Regions from separate parts of the Mus musculus genome. Here all the other regions are linked to region 5. Evidence: chromatin contacts called from public Hi-C and HiChIP or PLAC-seq data. All regions are on one chromosome and are shown on one strand. Each heading gives the region's core, a stretch centred on a gene start, on an enhancer-like site or on the middle of the called end of the contact. The rest is flanking DNA. Distances are from core to core; before and after follow the strand shown.

Evidence for each region. HiChIP or PLAC-seq counts read pairs in DNA pulled down with a chosen protein or histone mark. Hi-C and Micro-C count contacts between places; a contact is called where the count stands out from the background.
Region 1: a contact with region 5 is called in an H3K27ac HiChIP or PLAC-seq map of trophoblast stem cells, with 6 times the contacts expected there. The contact joins two enhancer-like sites. A contact is called at or near these places in 2 of 15 datasets of contacts at CTCF or cohesin (the NIH/3T3 cell line and large pre-B cells), 10 of 484 Hi-C or Micro-C datasets (the C10 cell line, the C2C12 cell line, the N1E-115 cell line and 6 more), 18 of 115 datasets of contacts at active chromatin or transcription factors (the NIH/3T3 cell line, astrocytes, cardiomyocytes and 12 more) and 1 of 9 other capture datasets (embryonic stem cells).
Region 2: a contact with region 5 is called in a FOXA1 HiChIP or PLAC-seq map of pancreatic cancer cells. The contact joins two enhancer-like sites. A contact is called at or near these places in 2 of 15 datasets of contacts at CTCF or cohesin (CD8 T cells and the NIH/3T3 cell line), 7 of 484 Hi-C or Micro-C datasets (liver, muscle stem cells and pancreatic cancer cells) and 8 of 115 datasets of contacts at active chromatin or transcription factors (CD8 T cells, VIP interneurons, bone marrow-derived macrophages and 5 more).
Region 3: a CTCF HiChIP or PLAC-seq map of the NIH/3T3 cell line shows a contact between it and region 5, with 6 read pairs. The contact joins two enhancer-like sites. A contact is called at or near these places in 1 of 15 datasets of contacts at CTCF or cohesin (the NIH/3T3 cell line), 3 of 484 Hi-C or Micro-C datasets (bone marrow-derived macrophages, embryonic fibroblasts and macrophages) and 8 of 115 datasets of contacts at active chromatin or transcription factors (the NIH/3T3 cell line, embryonic stem cells, extraembryonic endoderm stem cells and 5 more).
Region 4: a FOXA1 HiChIP or PLAC-seq map of pancreatic cancer cells shows a contact between it and region 5. The contact joins two enhancer-like sites. A contact is called at or near these places in 1 of 15 datasets of contacts at CTCF or cohesin (the NIH/3T3 cell line) and 3 of 115 datasets of contacts at active chromatin or transcription factors (embryonic stem cells, extraembryonic endoderm stem cells and pancreatic cancer cells).
Region 6: a contact with region 5 is called in a Hi-C map of bone marrow-derived macrophages, with 25 read pairs. The contact joins two enhancer-like sites. A contact is called at or near these places in 1 of 484 Hi-C or Micro-C datasets (bone marrow-derived macrophages) and 1 of 115 datasets of contacts at active chromatin or transcription factors (trophoblast stem cells).

The regions. Positions count from the first base shown.
Region 1 is chr15:59,826,876-59,830,014 of GRCm38.p6, forward strand. It overlaps Gm36819 (a long non-coding RNA gene), which reads left to right. Exons shown (of 3, transcript XR_384128.2): 2 at 247-316; 3 at 1,286-3,139. Among named protein-coding and RNA genes, the nearest start is that of Gm36819, 5.0 kb to the left of the region's middle. Within about 2 kb of position 1,681, at least 93 of the 459 cell types and tissues checked have an H3K27ac peak or open chromatin away from gene starts, as enhancers often do. A contact at or near this core is called in the C2C12 cell line, the N1E-115 cell line, the NIH/3T3 cell line and 9 more, where this site is marked.
Region 2 is chr15:59,784,797-59,787,576 of GRCm38.p6, forward strand. No RefSeq gene overlaps it. Among named protein-coding and RNA genes, the nearest start is that of Gm19510, 8.8 kb to the right of the region's middle. Within about 2 kb of position 1,350, at least 22 of the 459 cell types and tissues checked have an H3K27ac peak or open chromatin away from gene starts, as enhancers often do. A contact at or near this core is called in hepatocytes, liver and pancreatic cancer cells, where this site is marked.
Region 3 is chr15:59,843,666-59,846,921 of GRCm38.p6, forward strand. No RefSeq gene overlaps it. Among named protein-coding and RNA genes, the nearest start is that of Gm36819, 22 kb to the left of the region's middle. Within about 2 kb of position 1,851, at least 69 of the 459 cell types and tissues checked have an H3K27ac peak or open chromatin away from gene starts, as enhancers often do. A contact at or near this core is called in the NIH/3T3 cell line, bone marrow-derived macrophages, embryonic fibroblasts and 2 more, where this site is marked.
Region 4 is chr15:59,758,179-59,761,187 of GRCm38.p6, forward strand. No RefSeq gene overlaps it. Among named protein-coding and RNA genes, the nearest start is that of Gm19510, 35 kb to the right of the region's middle. Within about 2 kb of position 1,638, at least 148 of the 459 cell types and tissues checked have an H3K27ac peak or open chromatin away from gene starts, as enhancers often do. A contact at or near this core is called in the NIH/3T3 cell line and pancreatic cancer cells, where this site is marked.
Region 5 is chr15:59,479,031-59,482,148 of GRCm38.p6, forward strand. The region is part of intron 4 of Nsmce2 (NSE2/MMS21 homolog, SMC5-SMC6 complex SUMO ligase); the gene reads left to right. Among named protein-coding and RNA genes, the nearest start is that of Nsmce2, 110 kb to the left of the region's middle. Within about 2 kb of position 1,726, at least 228 of the 459 cell types and tissues checked have an H3K27ac peak or open chromatin away from gene starts, as enhancers often do. A contact at or near this core is called in the C2C12 cell line, the N1E-115 cell line, the NIH/3T3 cell line and 11 more, where this site is marked.
Region 6 is chr15:59,863,246-59,866,349 of GRCm38.p6, forward strand. No RefSeq gene overlaps it. Among named protein-coding and RNA genes, the nearest start is that of Gm36819, 41 kb to the left of the region's middle. Within about 2 kb of position 1,621, at least 47 of the 459 cell types and tissues checked have an H3K27ac peak or open chromatin away from gene starts, as enhancers often do. A contact at or near this core is called in bone marrow-derived macrophages, where this site is marked.

The DNA of each region.
Region 1 (3,139 bases), core at 431-2,930, 350 kb after region 5:
CATGGCTCTGTGTAGTAACTTGTGACCTGCAACCTAGCCATTCCCCAAGAGAGCTTGCGTTTCTTCAAACGCAATGCAAGGATCATGGCAATTCATTCCTTAAAAGCTTTGTGTTGGGACAAATACAACCCCAGCCTCACGCAGGCCTGGGGCTGGTGAGTCACATGACAGAAGCCAGCTCTTTATGATTTTTAAAAATATACTGTGGTTCTCATTTTCACACCATTGAAACTACTTGTTGTCTAGGACCCACTCTCTTGAGACTGGCTCATTGGAGTAGAGGACCCTGTCCTTCTGTCTGGCTCTGCCATCCTGGGTAAGTCTCCTTCACAGACTCAGTTTCCCCATCTGCTGATGGTGGTACTCAGCTCTCTACAGAGATCAAGTGATCACAACCAAAGAACACTTGGGATGTGAATGTGAGGAATGGTGTACAATGGTCTTTTGCCTTAATTTTCTAGCGTTTGAGTCTTCTTTACCCTGGATGGCTCTGTGCATCCTTCTTAGCAGCAGGATCTCTGGCCTGAAGGCCAGCCAAGCCTCCAGGACCTCTCATCTGTTGAACACTGAGCAGGCAGCCATGTGCCCAGAGGTGCTCAGTATATGAAGAGTAAACTGCACGGTAAAAGCCATGCATTTACAGAGCATGGTCATGCCACAGAAGCTGGATATGGAAAGATGGCAGCTCTATATGCATATGTAAGGTCAAAGCCCACAAAAGGCCTAGCAAAGGGCAGGGTGATCGTAATGCAGCCGCTGCATTATTCATTCAGAAAGGCAACCGTTGCTCTCTGGCTTTGGGAGACGAGGGGGAGAGTAAACAGACATGGGTCCTTGAAGGGACACAGTTGAACAGCTTAGGGACTGACCTGACTGGGGCAACAGGGAATAAAAGAAAGCAGGCACAAAGGCACAGGCGCAGGAAAGCTGGGACCAGGTGGGTCATGTGCTCTGATAGAACTCAGCAGTTCATTTCATACACCCGTACTAAGGAGCTGGGTTGGCTGTCCACAGCTGAACAAGTGTGTAGTATGCAGCTGAAGGAGGAGGGCAGACTTAACTAGTCTTGGTGGGGGTCTCTATGGGGAGCAGTCTCGGGCTGTGAACACACGGGAGGAGGAAGCTGCCCTGGACATTTTCTGCCAGTATCCAATATCCATGCACCAGGGAAAGGCTTTCTAATTCCCGTGAGTCTGAGGCATTGGTGGCATTGACGTGACCACTTTCGTGGCCCTTTTCCTGTCACCAACAAACATTCACTCAGGACTTTATTCACTCCCCGCAGTACCAGGCATATACGAGCAGAAGCATCCTGTCACAGAGTGACGTCATCTTTCTGGAGTCATCTCCTCTTCCCTCGTCGTCCCACTCATTCCTCTCCTGTGCTGACCACATTCTGGGGAAGGCCTGGAAGAAATGGAAGCCATCCTTCACGAGTCCCCCACCAGGTGCTTGGCACGGTGCTCTGCATCTGATGTGAAGTTCGCACTAAGTCCGGGACTGTAATTCTCCTTTTGCTGACAGTGAAAGAGTCCTCAGGAAAGCAGGGTGCCTTTGCGCAAGGCCAACCAGCAAGAAACAGGACCTGGATGACAGAGCCAGCTGCCTCCCCATATGAGGGCACTGGGAGAAGCGGGGTAGGCAAGGAAGGAAGCGGAGTCATTCACTGCCTCAGGCAACAAGCAATAGATTTCCCTAGATCCCGTCTGCTAGGCACTTAGATGCTTGGAAGCTGAGGCTGCAGAAACTGGCTTCTTTCTGACTCAGAGGTGCCATCTTCAGGCCAGCGGAAGTGTTGCAAACAGGAACAAGCACCTGCCCCTCTGCTCTCCACTAGACAGGCACCACCAGATGCTGGCTGGGGAAGGGACCTTCCATCTTAAAATATTCCAGAGTGAGGCAGAGGGATGGACTAGCTCAGAGTTACAGAGTTAGAGATGGCAGAACAGGAGCTGCACCCCTATGACCCCGTCAGTGACCCCTCACTTTCCAGACTCTCTTTCATCATCTTTCATCATGCATCCTCACTTTCTTCCCACTCTCCTCTTCCTCTTTCTTCTTCCCCTTCTTCCTCCCCTCCATCCGACAGCTGTTATTGAGCACTTTGTAGGTTTTGGGCATAGTCTCCCGCCTGGGATAGGAAGTCTGGGTGCGGGAAAGTCTGCTCTCAGGGATCGTTGTTGAATTGATTAGTTGACATCGTAACTTTCCAACTATAGCTGAGATGCATAGAGCAAGTCTTACCACATTTCAGGCCCTCCATAGAGGCTTCGTCTCACTGACTTCTCACAGAATAGAAGATTCAGCCGTGGGGCAGTTTGGGAGCATGCTCAGTAGGACCCAGTAAGTTGTGGAGCCGTGACTCAAAACCCAGATCCTTTCTACCTCAGAACCAGAGATGTCAACTGCAGTGTTGTATGTCTTCTCTAAAGGATAACCCAGGAAGCAGGCATGTTCTCATAACATTTTGTTCTCTACAATATTTGCTTGTTCTGGGTCTGAGCGAGGTGAAGGCCATCTTCTCCAGTTCCTTGCTTCTGAATTCTGAGGATTTTTATTGAGGTATTGTTAGGTCCTGGTTACTGAGCAAGGTATCAGGCACAGGGAAGGGACTGACTCAGAGAGAATCATGACGTGTAGATGGCAGTGTTACAGAATCAATTAGCAATCATGTCTTTGTAGAAGCACTCCACATCACTGGGAAGGATCCAGTTACATTGTCTGGTAGAAGTGGCCCTCCTCTCCCAGTTGTGTAGTGAATTACCTGAGTGACCAGACATACAGTCCCTGACTCAAGTCTCCTAGAAACACAGGCCAAATTCAAAGAGCTGAGAGACAAAATGGTCACATGAGCCTTTACAGGGCAGCTGAGGGGCCTGGGAATCCTAAGATAAAGACGGGTTTCTGGTCCCCTCAACAGGGGCCATCATCAAGTTTTGAGGAAATGAGCCTCTGTGTTCTGATACCATTTTAGTTTCCATTTCTTCATTAGCTACAAGCTTGCATTTCTCTTAAGTTCACAGGAATCCTGCCTTTGTTCTTCCTTTTTATGGGGAAGGTCTAGCTTCTCCTATGTGTGTGGATGTGCTCATGAGCACGCACGATTGGCTCCTGAAAGTAGAACTCACCAGCTTATAGG
Region 2 (2,780 bases), core at 100-2,599, 310 kb after region 5:
AGCAAACTTCCTGCCCTTCACAACCCGCCCCCCCACCCCCCCAATCCCAAGTTGCCGAAAGCAAAGCTGACCTCCCTGATCTTCAAGTTGTTTAAATTCAAACGTACTTTTAATTTTTGCAAATGTATGGTTGTCAAATTTTGCCTGAAAGCAGGCAGTAATTGAAAGCAGTCTGGTTAATAGATACCTTAATGGGAGCCCAGAAACCCCTGAGATGGACTCAAGAATTGCTTTAAGTTCTTAGTAGCACTGCCCTAAAGGGACAAATCCAATAATTATTGAGCTTCTATTATGTGTCATGAACAAAGAAAGTAGTATTGCATGTAATTTTCATTTTAAAAAATTTCCTTAACCTTAAGCAGATAGCGTTACTTTAAAGTACTTAGTTACTTAAAGTACTTAGTACTTACTAAATATTAACTGAACGACCTTTATGTGGTAAGCATTGTTCTATAAAGAACATGCAAGAAACCTGACAGCCAGCCTGGAGACATGACTTACTGAAGGTCACATGAAGCTGTTCCATGGCGGTCCCGATACCATTCTAACCCTTTTAAGTCTTAGCCTAGGATGCTTAGGCACAGATGCAGGCATGCATATATGGGCACCCATAAAACACAGCATACGAACATGTTCATGCATAAAAGCACACCCACAATCACATGCACACACACACATGTACACACACACACACACATATATCATGTCAACATACACATGCTCACATACTAGAACAGCACAGCAAGCAATTGCATCTATATTCCGTTCTCACACATCTGCAAGGACACATGTGCTTGCACACGTTCATATGCACATTCTGCACATCAGAGTATCAAATTTCTGAGAACTCTGGCTCCCAGAAACAGCAGCCTTTACAGATGCAGCCAATGTTTTATCCTCTGTTCCTCTCTTCTTCCTCTTTCCATCCTTCTTTTTCTTCGTCCACCCCTCTTCTACCACTTTTCTTTCTTTCCCCTTTCAATTTCTTCGTCCCCCCAACTTCATTCTGTAGCCATATGTCTCTTCCTACCTTTCTAGCTATGACATTTTAGCTCATTTGCAGCCTCTGCCCTGCCCCACCCCCTCCCACCCCCATGGCTCATCAGAACAATCAAGCACAAAATTGAGACTCTTCGAGGCCACTAGGAGTTGAGTCTGCATGGCACACTGTACCTTGGCTAGGCTTCCCCCTATGCAGATGTGCTGACCCCTGGGAACCCCTCCTCTGTGCCTTCGCCCAGAGTGTATTCATGGTCAAGTCTGGTTGTTGAAGTTGAGAGTCCCCAGCCTGGCCCCAACCTGCTCTGCTCTCTCATACATGTGCCAAGTGCCTGTGAAGACTTCTTCCAACTGTTTCATCATGCCTCGGGGTGGGGATGCAGCTCTTCTGCATTTCAACACTCTGTTTCCACCTGGCACTTCCATTGCCAGCTAATAGGTGAAGTAACTCATCTCCAGGCTGACATCCATCACGCTGTGCTTTATGGGGACCCGCACTCTGATCCCTAACATGCTCATGGGGCTGTGACAAGACCAACCTGTAGCCTTTAGTAGCCACCAGCGGTGGCTTGGGAGGGGGCAGTGGTTCTGGGTTTCTCAGCTCATCTGTAGAGATAATTCAAAATCTGCATTATTTCATCATCTCGGCAACTCAAGGTGGGGGTGGTGGAATTTGAGAAACTTCGGCAACTCCTGGGTCTCAGTCCAACTGAGGATCTTTCCCAACTCATCTGCTTTCTTGTGGTATCTGGGACATCTCTCTCTGTCTCTGTCTCTGTCTCTGTCTCTGTCTCTGTCTCTGTCTCTGTCTGTCTCTGTCTCTGTCTGTCTCTCTGTCTCTCTGTCTATCTCTGTCTCTGTCTGTCTGTCTGACTGTCTCTCTCTCCTCTCTCTCTCTCCTCTCTCTCTCTCTCTCTCTCTCTCTCTCTCTCTCTCTCTCTCTCTCTCTGTGTGTGTGTGTGCCTTCAGCACTTAGCCTTTACCATTAAGGGCTCCTGAAGCTTTTCTGCCAAGCTCTTTCTCACTGGGACCCTTGGACTCCCAGCATTGATCCTCTCCCAGGCTGTTTGACTGCATTGCCCAATTGGGCAGGTTTGATAGGGCAGGCTAGTGAGTTCAAGCCTCATAAACAGTTCCCAGGTGTGGGGACAGTGTATTCTGAAGATCGCTCAGGAATGGCTTTAGCAACATGTACTTTGTCTGGGGCAAGTTCACTGTAACACCACACACACACACACACACACACACACACACACACACACACTTGGAGAAGATTCAACAGGAAGATGGAAAGAGGAGCCTTAGTGTGGATGGTACACTGTAAAACAGAATATTGCCTGGTGAGAGAAAGGGAACCAAGCCCCAGGTGCTTCGTGGCATGGGGCCAGATCTCGGAATTGTTCAATAGAAAGAAATGGAATTCTGGAGGTGGGGTTCTCTTGAGCACTTAACTGATAGTCTTATATGGTGATTGCTTATGATTCAGACTGATGTTGTAACCAGACCATAAATGCTTAGCTGGCAGGGATTGGGGCTTATGGCTATCCTTCCTTTCTTGTGCTACTTAACTCGGAGCCTTATATCTAGGTAGTGTTCAATAAAGGCACAAAAGGAAAGGAACTTAGGCTGCATTTGTTTGATACTACTTTATGTCCCAAACCTCCTGCTGTGAGTTAATCCATTTGATGGTTGAGGTCATTTTTGGGGCATGTGATCTTTTCTCTTCCCTCTCTGGTTCCCATTTCAGTGCAAAGTAGTGCCCAACCTTGAGGAGCTATGTT
Region 3 (3,256 bases), core at 601-3,100, 360 kb after region 5:
TCTGCTTCTTCCTCCCCATCCAATACCCCCAGAACCCTCTAACCTATCTCCTTCCAAATATTATATCCTCTTTTAAAATTTTTTATTAATATTTTTAACCCAGTGAGTCCAATAGTGCCCATTGGTGCATGGAGATGGGGCCATCCACTGGGAGCGTGGTACCTTCCCAGTGACCCTCTCTCAAGGCAAAGGTACACTTCCTCCTTCCAGCAGTCATCAACTTCCAACAGCTCATCAGTCAGGGCTGGGGCCTTGGGAGACCCTCCCCCAACCATACTGGGATATTTAACTGATTTCTGAACCCATGTAAGCTACTGTTGAGTTTGTGTATGAAGCACACTTGCCATGACCAGAAGACAGCACTTCACAGAACCCCTCTCCATCCTCCAACCTTTGTCAGAGAAACTTCTTACAGTAGTTGGTAGTGGTTACTACAGGCATGGATTGCTATTCAAGTGCTGAGAATAAGCAACAATAAAAAAATAATAACAGTAATTAATAGTCAGCTATAGATGGGATATCCCCAAGGTACATGGCACACTCCAGAAGAGGGGACAGAAAGAATGTATGTATACATAACACAGGCACAGCTTCCAGAGTCTGTTTAGTGTTGTTTTGTATGCACAGGCTGACCACTTGGGATTAGACAACCTATCAGGGGTCACTGTTCTTGGAGAAAGCTGGTTCTTGAAGTCCCCCAATGATCATCTGTAGCTCTTTGTCTAGGCATGGAACTTTGTGAAATTTTCCCATCTACCTTGGCACATCAACTGGAGTTGTTATTATGCAAGTCTTGATTAGACAACCATATTGAGATTTCATGGGTGTAGCTTTCCTGTCATGTCTAGATGATACTATCTAACACTGAGTGTCCTGGTTCTCTGGCTCTTATGATATTTCTGCCCCTTCTTGGGAGGTTTCCCCCAAATGATGCACTGTGATTGTATATGGGTCAGCACTCTGCATTGAGACGAGATTACTTCTTGTCTCTGAAACTGGATCTTGAGAGCTTACTTAAGTCCAGAGTCAGGATAGAGATGGGATGTAGCGTCTGGTGCAAGATCGGATCATGTTTGGCCTCAGTTCATTGAACTGGACTTAAATGAATCTAGTCATATTGTAAGTTATACCTGCACATTCAAACTATCACCCATAAGGATCATTCTACAGATATCAATGACCTTGAAACAACCGTTCCCTGGAGAATGAGATTCATTCCTGGTTCTCGATATGAATACGGCATTGGTAGTCTAGGTGGTAACTCACTCTTTTCTAGACTTGAAAGAATTAGAATGTTAAAGAGAAAAGTGTTGGGGTACCAGGCAAGTGACACTGTAGCCCACTGTGGAGGCTGAATGATGGCAGACAGCATGAGTTCTGGAATCCCACTGTGTGCACTGATTGAACTATGTCCTGGCTGTGTGACTTTAGGCTAGTTTCTGAGTCTGTCTGCTCTTCGTTGACCATGACGGTAAGTTGAGGATTCGTCACCTACCTTACAGAATGGTTGAGTATGTTAGCAAAAAGGGAATGAATGGGTCTGTGCTTACCACATAGCAGATGTTGTGCAATTGTTCCTTCCTCATGTCCCTGCCCTGCACTGGGCTGGAATGTCTCCCCGGTGATCCCACCTAACAGGACTTGTTATGTTCTAGTTGTTAATCTCCTTCCCATATTAGTTCATGGCTGTGTTCCTGGTGCCTAGCAGCCGAGTGCCTGAGACATCCCTGGTGTTCCGTGTTATTCTTAATAATATTTGTCAGGAGGAATGAAAGGATTCAGAGATCAGCTGGCCCAAGCTGGAGCCCTGAAGATCAGTGTTACAGGAATTAGGTGTGAGTCATCTAGGCATGTGGCCATGGCCTGAGGAAGCCTGCTTCTAGGTCCGGAATAATCCGAATCTTCCAAGGGGAGGCACATGGAGACAGGAAGGGCTTACTCAATACCTGCTCTGGGCCAGAGGTTGACATGAGCTTGTCCCTCACTGAGGCACACGGTGTTAGAGCAGGTCATCACCAACAGATGGCACTCTGATGGCCAAATGGAGGAGCCCTCAGGGTCCTACTCTCTCGGTCCACCTGCCCAGACATGGGAGGAAACTGGGCAAAGACTTAGAGTTGAGCAGAAAATCCAACCTTTTTCTCTTGCCAAACCACCTCTGCAAATTATGATGCCTTCAGAGTCTGGGTTTCCTTCTTAAACAAAATTCTGAATCAGTTGTAATTCCTGTCCTGTGAGGAGGAGAGAAAAAAACCTTTTCTCCCACAGGTACAACTTCCTGTTAATGTTTCCCTTTTAAAAATTAGCACATATTGTATAACACAATTAAATCAAATAATCAATGTTACCACAACACTCTTCTATATGTATATTATGAACTTTGGTCTCTTGCTTCATTTCCTATTTATTTTGTGTGTATGTGTGTATGAGTGTGTGTGTGTGTGTGTGTGTGTGTGTGTGTGTGTATGTGTAAGCCAGAGGACATATCTGAGAGCCCTTCCTTAAGAACATTAGCCTTTGTTTGTTGATTCAGGAGCCAATATGTATGTATGTATGTATGTATGTATGTATGTATGTATGTATACATATACATACATATATTTATAATAAATGACAGGGTCTTGTTATATAGCTTAGTATGGCTTCAAACTCATGATGCTCTTGCTCCCCTCACTGCTGGGATTGCTCCTGTGTACTGGCATGCTCCGTTTCATCATTTAGATCTTAATTTGACACCTGTTTCTATTGTACTGTTCTGCAAGCTGCTGCTCAAAGTAATTTATGAGTATTGGCTCACTCTAACCATCTTGCTGGCCTTAGAAGATTGGTACCATCATCCCTACCTGATGGGAGATTGAAGCACAGAGATGCAAGGTGTATCACTTATGACCTATAACTAATGTGTCATAGGAATGGGGGACCAACTGGCTAGTTCCAGAATCAGGGCTCAGAATGACTCCATCTCATTGTTGTCTCGCTTGCTACCTTCATATACGGCTCAGACAACCTACCAAGGAACCATTGCTGCTGAGAGATCTAAGGATATAGGGGTTCCAAGGAGACATGCTTGCTCAAGTTTGCTCAGCTGCATGAGGTGGGGCGGCAACCGAGACTCATGATGTCTGATTCCTGAGTGGCAGCAGGCTGGGCTAACTGACCAGTCTACAGAGGAAAGAGGTCTTCCCTTAGAGGTTCAGAATCCGTGGGTGCCTCCCAGAGAGTCCTTTTCCAATCTGTTTTGTTTTTTTTTTTCTTC
Region 4 (3,009 bases), core at 388-2,887, 280 kb after region 5:
GCCATCTTGCTGGCCCAAGCTGACAATTTGGGAAGTTGATTTAGAAAGTTGGATAACTTCAGACTCACCAGTAAGTGCATAGGGTGCAATACATTTGTGAGACCTTGACAAACCAATATAAAGTCTGTTGGAGATTGGTTCTAATGCTTTGATCCAATTGGGAATCTGTATGGCCTTATCTAAGGGTCCTTGTCCCCAATCGGTTTTTGATCAAGCAATAAAGATGCCACTGGCTAATGGTTGGGAAAGGGGTGACAGGGCAGGGCTCTTAGAGTTGCTGTGGGGGAGGAGATGGAGGATCGCCATGATGCAGTGGGAGGTGGAAGAGATTAAGAGCTGCAGAGGGAAGATCATCTGAAATGTAGGAGGAAAGGGAAGCAGCCCCTGACAGGGCTGCCCAGAAGTGTCTTGGGCAGTAAAGACCAATGGGCCTCACAGAAGGTAACAGGGCAGCAAAGTTAAAGGTAGATTTAGAAGGTGTTGAGCCAGGAATACTGGAGGGAAAGTATGCTAGCCGTGGGAGGATTAGAACTGCCCAGCCATTAAGCTAGACAGCATATTAAAAATAAGCTAATGTGTGTGTGTGTGTTCCATTTGCAAATCCAAAGAGTTCCTGGGCAAGTAGCTGGAAGCATATGACCTGCTGGGTGCACAAAAACGGTGTAGCTAAAAACTCACCGCTACAGAATCCACTGTCTACTTGGAAAACATACATTTATTAATTACTCTATGTGGTCCACATTTAATATTGTCCAGCATGCACCAGACATCGGAGATACAGAAATGAATCAAATTCTATTTAGGGTACTGAGTGTGAGACTGGCGTTTGGAGACTGAAATGCTAGCTTCATATGCTGCCTGCATGACTAGAGTAGTTACCTACTGAGTCTTAGGCTCCTCATCTGTAAAATGGGTCTCATAGTAGCAGCACTGTCCTCAGGGGTTAGTGGTGACGATAGATGTGGGAAGCCTCATGGTAAGTGAGCTAATTTGAGATTTAGAGCAGTGCCTGGCATATAAAGAATGCTATGCAAGGTATTTCCTCAAGGAATTAAGTCTGTTGGCAGAGGACACCTCTCTCTCTCTCTCTCTCTCTCTCTCTCTCTCTCTCTCTCTCTCTCTCTCTCTCTTTCTCTCTCTCTCTTTCTCCCTCTCCCTCTCTCTTTCTCTCCCCCCCACTCTCTCCCTCTCTCTGTTGCTGTTGCTTTCTTCATTTAAGGAACTGAAGAGTTGATCAGATCTATTATGTTCTTCATGTTGTGTTTGGGGCAGAGGACTCTCTTTCCTTCTTGCCTCCCATCCTATGGAGTAAGACTCCATCATGAGAAAAAAAAAATAGACTCAAAGCACGCTATGGTTGCCTCTGCTTTACACTATCAATAACAAGACTGGGTGAGAAGAGGCTGGGAATGCAAGGTGCTTGGAGAGTGTTCAGCAAAATGCCACCCACTGGCCTGGGAGGGGAGGGGGTGAGTGGAGGGAGGAATAGTTTCCATTTTTGTCAGGGACCTCACTGTCCTGTGGAGCAGATGTAGCTTTCAGCCTCTGGCAGTGAGGATGGCAAGACAGAGCAGAACAGAGCCCATATTTGGCCAGGGAAGAAGTTCACTTCTCTCCACACCCTCTGACTCACCCTCCCGGCCCGCCAGCCTGGGGCTGAGCTCACAGCCCTCTGACTCAGGCACTGTGGGGTACCCTCTTCAGAGAGGGAGGTTGTCCCAGCACCGAGCTGCAGCCTCGGTTGGGACTCTTTCTCTTTATTAGTTCCTGCTTGTTCTGGGGCTGAGCCTGATGCTGTCTTTGCTGCTGCCCCTCACAAAAGCCCTTTCCACAGAGGATGGGCAGCTCTGAAGAGACCCTTGCATGCAGAAATGGGTCCTGCAAGGTTTGACTTTGTTTTGGGATGTCACCCTTGTGTCTCCCCCTGGAGTAAGCAGTAGACAGTCACTTGGATAGATGGAAGAGTTTTTCCTCTGATGGCAGGAAGGGGGGGGTGGTGGTGGGAATAAAGGGGTGGAGAGGTAGGAGTTCTTGACTCTATGTGACCTCACCCCTTTTTAGGTTTCCTAGCTACATGTGTTAGCCAATCTCACAGGAGATAGCAACTGTATAGGGAACTTTCCAGGCTGCAAGAGCACACGCTCAGAGGAGCTGTATTCGTTCCCTTATTGGTTTTTGTGTGGTCCCTGGAGATTAAGCACTGCTTCTCCTTGGAGCTGGTGGAAGTCCAGACTCTCAGCTCTGACCTGGCCAGCTGGTTGTGTTGTGATTCTTCTCCTGAGGACAGACAGGCATGATGAACTTTGGTCAGCTCTGAATACTTGGACATCTGCTGAGTTTCACACCCCAGACCTATTTCCAGAGGTTGTCACCTTACTGGGCTCAGGTGCATCCTGGACACCTTCAGAGTTGCCTGGGTGACTCAAAGGTGCAGGAAAAGGTCTCCACCATGCTAAGTGAGTCAGGGTGATGCTGATAATCCAGGCCACACACTCCAGTGCATTTAACATCTGGTCGGGCACAGAAAGGAGCCAGCCAGGCTAGGCTTAGCACATGCAAACACATGTGAACCGCAGAAGATGGAGGGTGACTGTTATCAGGGTGACACAGCCCAGCGCTACTGGCTACTGACCTGAAACCAATTGGATTATTGGCACACCTGAATGCACAGCACATGAAACCAGGGGGCCGCACGCATCTCCTGGAGTTTTGAGAAATGCCAAGAAATAGGGGCTGGGGAGATGGGTCAGTGGGTCACTTGATGCACGAGTGTGAAGACTGACCAGGATCCATTAAGAGCCAGGTGGGCAAGGTGGCCACCTGAAATCTCAGCATGTGGGAGGTAGAGATGTGATCCTCAGAGCAAGGTGGCTAGCTAGACCAGCTGAAATAGCAAGTACTAGGTTTAGTGAGAACCCTTGCCTCAGTGTAGAAGACAAAGAGCAACAGAGAGTCAGTATCAACCTTGGGCAGGTACACATTCGCCTGCACACATGTGTATCTACACAT
Region 5 (3,118 bases), core at 476-2,975:
ATTTAATAACCCAGTATCGGAGACAATCAACCTTTGATAAGTTTATTTTAGTTCTTGGTTTCAGAGGCCTCAGTCCATGGTCACTTGACACTTTCTATTGTTGCAGGATTTTCCCTGTCCAATCACATTAGGACAGTGGGGGGCCTGTGATTGGACAGGAAAAGGGAGGCGGAGCTAGGAGTTGGGGAGACAGAGAGGTCGCAGAAGACAGAGGTCGAAGGAGGAGGAGGAGAAGCCAACATGGAGGCAGATAGTCAGGAAGAAGATCCCGATCCCATGTGGTTTTAAACAGCAACTAGTAGCTAAGATTTTCACAAGGTTAGAATAATTGGGGTAAAACTTTTATCATTATCAATTGGCTCTGAAATTATTGTATTGGCATCTTGTAAATTGTGATCTTATTGTTATATAAATCTACTTGGATAATTAAGCTTTAAGAGTGATGTTTCTACTGGATAATTAGGTGTTGAGATGGCTTTTCATAGGGTGTGTGGGGTGTTGCATGGAAGTGTGAGGAACTTGTGGGGGACATCTTAGAGATGGCCCAGTGGGAACCCTGTGGCCCTGTGGGGCGAAGAGTTGACTGCCAAGAGACTGAGCAAGTGAGATCACCTGACATGGGGGTTAGCCCTAGAGAGTTGGTAGCGGCAGGCAGGAGCATAGCCTGGCCTGGCTGAGAATTGGCGTGTTCATTTTATAATATTTCCCTCAACAATCTATTGCTTTGGGCCAAATGGTAACACAGTATACTATGACTGAAACACATAGAAGGAGGCGAATTTACCTTATGGCAGCCAGGGGGCAAAGAGATAGATGGGAATGGGCTCAGATCCCCTTTAAGGGTACTCTCCTAGCCCCCAGATGACAGATTTGGGGCTAGATTTCCTCCACTAGATTCCACATTAGAAACATTAGACCTCACTGCAGCATCACACACTAGGCAAGCTTTTGCATTATTGGCCTGTGAGGGACACTTAGAATTGGAACTGTAGCACTAATGAATGAAGGCTAAGATGGATTGCTGGTGGCTCTCCTGTCTTGCTGCCAGCCTGCTGCCCTGTCTAGTGTAGGGAGTACACTTTTCTTTCTGTTGCAAAAACAATAAGGGCATCAAGATGATAAATTTTATGTTATGTGGAATTTTTTTCTTCTAACATAAAGACAATCAGATCTTACTTACTCATTGCCTGTAACTAATTTATTTTAAAACCTGAGCCACATAACCAGACTGTCACTGTCTGTGATCCTGTGTAAAGATTCCATGTCGTACCTGTCCTTCTAATTTTCTACTGCTTTGCTAAGTCCTTTAGGCACTTTAGTCTGTTACACCGCCACAACCAGAGAATGGAGTTTTGATTTGTAATACAAACCAAGTAAAACCTATGACTAGCAGTCTCTGGAGCTCCTTCAGTGGTACAGACTTGAAGAGGGGCCTTTAATGATGCCCTGCCTGCCATGTTGCTGTCTGGGATCCAGGAAGGCAGGTAGACAGCAGTCTGAATTGCATTTGGTATTTCCTGTGTTCCAATGCCTGGATGTAAATGAGAGATGAGCATTTCAATTTGGATGATCTGGCTGGGTTCCTAAGCCGAATGGCTGCGCATATACCATAAACACCGTGAAGAAGCAACCATGGAAACACTTGTTTTCTTGTTGAGCTAAATTTACTCTGGGTTGAATATTAACACAGCTCCTGGCAGGACTTTAAAAGCAAAAATAGCTTAAGCGTGATTCACTCTGAGTCACTGCTGGTGCTGAGCTGCCTGGTGCTTGACATTGAACAAGTTGGCAGCCTGCATTGCTACATTTTTTCTAGGAACTCTGAACACATTTCATTCTTGTGAATTTGCTTGTGCAATGATATTAAATAGAGTAATATGTTTACTTTGTTTCTAAGTCAAATGAATTTGAGAATGGCGAAACTAAAGTATTTTTCTTGGGCTTTCTGGAAAAGCAAGCTTCTCAGAATTCTGTGGTTTCTTTAACAGTTTATTTTATAGGAGATTAGTAAAATATGGAAATTTTAGATTAGATACTGGGGCTTCTGGAAGTTTTGTTAAAAAGTCTAGTAGTACTATTAAGCAGGATTCATTAATCTTCTGTCCTTACCAGACAAGGTGATTGTGCCATTCACAAAGCTCTTTCCTTTTCTTTCTTACCAGGGGAGGGAGGGAGGGAGGCAGGCGGTACTGCAGCCTGCTGTACACTCAGCTAGGCGGTTAACTTAGGAAATACTTTTCTTATTTGAGATTATATAATGGGAAGTTCATGGGTTTTGAAAGGCAGACCAGACCCACCCAGGGGATCTCTGTTGGCTCTTTAAAGGCCTCCCTCACATGCCTTTCCCTGAGTCAACCCAAGTGGCTGCTAAATCGTGAGTAGCCTGTTGGCTGACTGTGGGAAAACCTAGGACAGAGCAACTCGCCTCATCCATGATCAGCTAGGGCTGAGTCTAGAACGCTATATGAGAATGGTTTTCCCTTGATGTTGCAATTTCTATTTTAACATGTTTTTGTTTAGCTTTTGGAGTTGCCCAACAGTGTAATTTCAATTGAGGTTTAGTTTCAGCTCTTCCAATTTTTTTTTTCTAATTTAAAGACACTATCATTTTGTCTTAGAACTTCAATGACTTATATAAAAAATGGTTTTCCTATGATAGTCTTAAAACCAAAAGGAGCCTAGCCTAATTTTTGATAGTATTTTGAAATTATTTTACCATAAAATTGTACATTAGAAGATGCAACTCTGGTAGAGAATTTCAACATAGTTGCATAAATTGTGTTTCATATTACAACTTGTTCTCTGCTTGACTTCACTGAAATTAATAAAAGAACCCTTTCAGAAGGATCTGGTGAGTTAGCTTTGGTTTTTTTTTTTTTTTTAAAGAACTTACTCATAGTGTATCCTGTGTTGCTAAGTTTTCAAAGTTACCCATTTCAACCACACCCAAACCCTTTCAGAGGCTTGAAATCTCTTTACTCAGATGTCTTCCCAGTAAAGATTGGGGATCTCTGTGAGTTCCAGGAGATGCGTGAGGACTGTGTAAGAGCTAATGCTTGGTGATGGAGCTGCTGCTGAGTCTTGGATACAACACACAGTTCCTTATTCTGCAGTCAGA
Region 6 (3,104 bases), core at 371-2,870, 380 kb after region 5:
TGTCCAAAGGAAAGACAGGGCCAAAAAAAACCAAAACAAAACAAAAAAACAAAACAAACAAAACAAACCAAACAAACAAACAAAAAAACCCCAACCCAACCCAAACCAAACCAAAAAACCAAAAAAACCCAAAAAACCAAAAAGCCAAAAATGGAACAGACACTGAAGAAAGGGCCATCTGGGGACTACCCCATGAGGGGATCCATCCTGTCTGCAGACACCAAGCTCAAGACACTGTTGCTGGTGCCAAGAGGCACTTGTTTGACAGGAGCCTGGTGTGGCTGTTCCCTGGGAGGTTCAGCCAAGAACTGGCCAATGCAGAAGTGGATGCTTGGAACCAACCATCAGACTGAGCCAACCACTGAGCTGTCCCAGTGAGTTTGCTGGTGGAAGGACTGGAGGGGTGGAGAGGGATTGCAACCCCATAGGAAGAAGAGTGTTGGCTGGCTGGACCACCCAGTAATCCCAGGGACTAGACCACCAGCCAAGGAGTGTACAGGGAGGGATCCATGACTCCAGATACATATGTAACAGAGGATGGCCTTGTCTGACATCAATGGGCGGGGAGGCCCTTGGGCCTGTGGAAGTTTGATGTTCCAGCATAGGGGAATGCTGGAGTGGTCGGGCAAGAGTAGGTGAGGAGCACCCTCATAGAGGCAAAGGAGAGGCAGGAGAGGGTGGATGTGGGAGGGGCATTTGTGGAGGGGTAGCTGGGAAGTGGGATATCATTTGAAATGCAGACAAATAGAATAATTAATAAAAATAAAAAGACTTGAGTATTCACAGAAATGACCCTGGAAAATCCATGGATCCCAATGGATTAACAAGGTAGGTGCTTCACAGGGTCAAGAACTAATTATTGATGCCTTTATAATGTCGTTCTATTGTGAAGGTGAGAAAGCTTCTCCATCTTGTCCCAGCTGAAGCCATCTTTGGCTCCCTCACCCCCTGCTATTAGAAGTCCCGTGGGAAAGCACCCAACCTTGTTTTAGAAACTCGGGGTTGAAATGCCCTAGCTAACGGCATGCTCTTGACTCTTGGTAAACTGCTTGTTAAACTTGCTTCCCTGCTGGCAAACCAGGATATAGTTTTTCTGTGTTCTTTAATTTTGAAAGCTCCCTGCAATGCGCTTTCAGGGCTGCCTTTTGGGAAGCGTTTCTCTTCAGGCCGTCCCCAGCCTGCTCAATACAGACTCCCAATTCAAATTTTGGTCATGCCGGGTGAGTGGTCCTTGGGTCTTTACCAGGTAACACTATTACTAAAATACCATTGAACAGCGACTGTACCAGTAATAGCTGTGTTAGTAGCAGTGCTTGTCACATGATGAGAATTGGGTAAGCCAGGGGCTATGGCTGGTGAGACTAAGTGGTAAACTCTACATTCCGTTGCTAACATCCCTTCATTCTCGGTGGCTGAACAGTTACTTAAGCTTTGATGCGAATCGTGTTGTTATGGGGAGCGTGTCTTCTCAACAAACAGCGACTTGAGGACCCTTCCATTTTGTGAACGTCGTTAACTAAGGAGCTGTTGAAGTCATCGTGGAAGGGGAAGAGAGAGTGTGGCAATAGGTCAGAGGCTGTGACAGCACCCATCGGTCAGCATCCTACTGAACTAACTGCAAGGGAGATCCAGAGATGTGGTCTCGCGTGCTTGGGGAAAAGAGGAAACAGGCTTGGGGAGCGTCTAGAAGCTTCTGCCATTGTGCAAGCAGTAGAGGGAGATTGTACGCTTGGAAGTCTAACTGGAAGTCATAGACTGGAGGGGCGTGCTGGCAAACAGGGTGGAAATCAGGGGAGGTAGTTAGCCGGTACCAGCCAAAGCTAATCTCAGGTCAGCAGTGCAGTGTTTGTGCTCTTAGCTCTCTCATCCTTGGGGGTTGCGCTGCTTACACTGAGAAGGCATCTGAGAATCTGACAATTGGTAAAGGGCTAGAGGCAGACATTTATAAGAAAGGAAATAACTTGAGAGAAAACGTGTGGATAGTGCGGACCACCGCAGTTAAGAACTCTTTTTTCCCCCCGCGTAGCCCTATTTGTCTCCCCCTGGTGGCCATTATAAGCAACCATAGTTCCCTTCCCGGAGCTTAGCTGCTTGAGCAAGATCAAGTTATTCATCTCCTCAGTCACCCGAGCATCCTTGATGTCAGACTCCCAGCAGTTGACAGTTCTAACAGCAGCTCTTGGTGATGGTTTCTGAGGAGCAACAGTGATGTAAAAACCCAGCATAGAAACTCAGGAGACTCATTTGACTGCCTTCTGTCCATCTAGAGCAGTGGTTCTCACCCTTCCTAGTGCTGTGACCGTCAATTCAGCTCCTCATGTTGTGCTGATCCCAACCACAACATTATTTGTGTCGCTACTTTGTAGCTGTAATTTTCTACTGTTATGACTTGTAATGTGCAGGATATCTGGTGTGCGACCCCTGTGAAAGGGATGTTCGGTCCCCACAGGGCTTGCCACCCATAGGTTGAGAACTACTGATCTAAATTTTTCAGAATTCAGAACTTTTCCTTCAGTGACGCTGACAGATGCCCTTCACCTTTCTGTGTGATTTTTTTGGGGGGGGGGGAACAAATCATCTAAGGATGGAGACGTTTGCACTTTCTAGGTGCCTTTGTTGACGCCCCACAACCTTAATCACCTCATCATATGGGTGTGCACTAAAACAGGGAGGCCAAGTTTTCAGATGAGGAAACTGAGGTCCAGAGAGCCTATGTGACTTGTTGAAGGTGCCATTGCTCTTAACGTGTCAGAGCTTGTGCTAGTGCGATGGCCACAAGACGCTTTCTTTCTTCACACGGTGTTGTACCAATCATAACCACAGCTGTGAGGGAGGTGTTTTAAGGTCCTCTCAGCCATTCTGGCCCAGATGGCCTATGGTGTTCACACTAGTGATCTCTGGTGTGGTGGAGAAAGCACACATCGAGCGACTGCATCTTTTAAGTACTTAGATTTTTGATATGTCACTCTTGCCTTGCCAGATCTTCTTCTTTTATTTTTGCACAATGTGTTTAATCATCATGTACCACTGTGGGCATTTTCTAGGCTAAATTTAGATGACTGAAGTCCCCGCCCAGAACCCTCACCATCCTTTAAATAACCTAG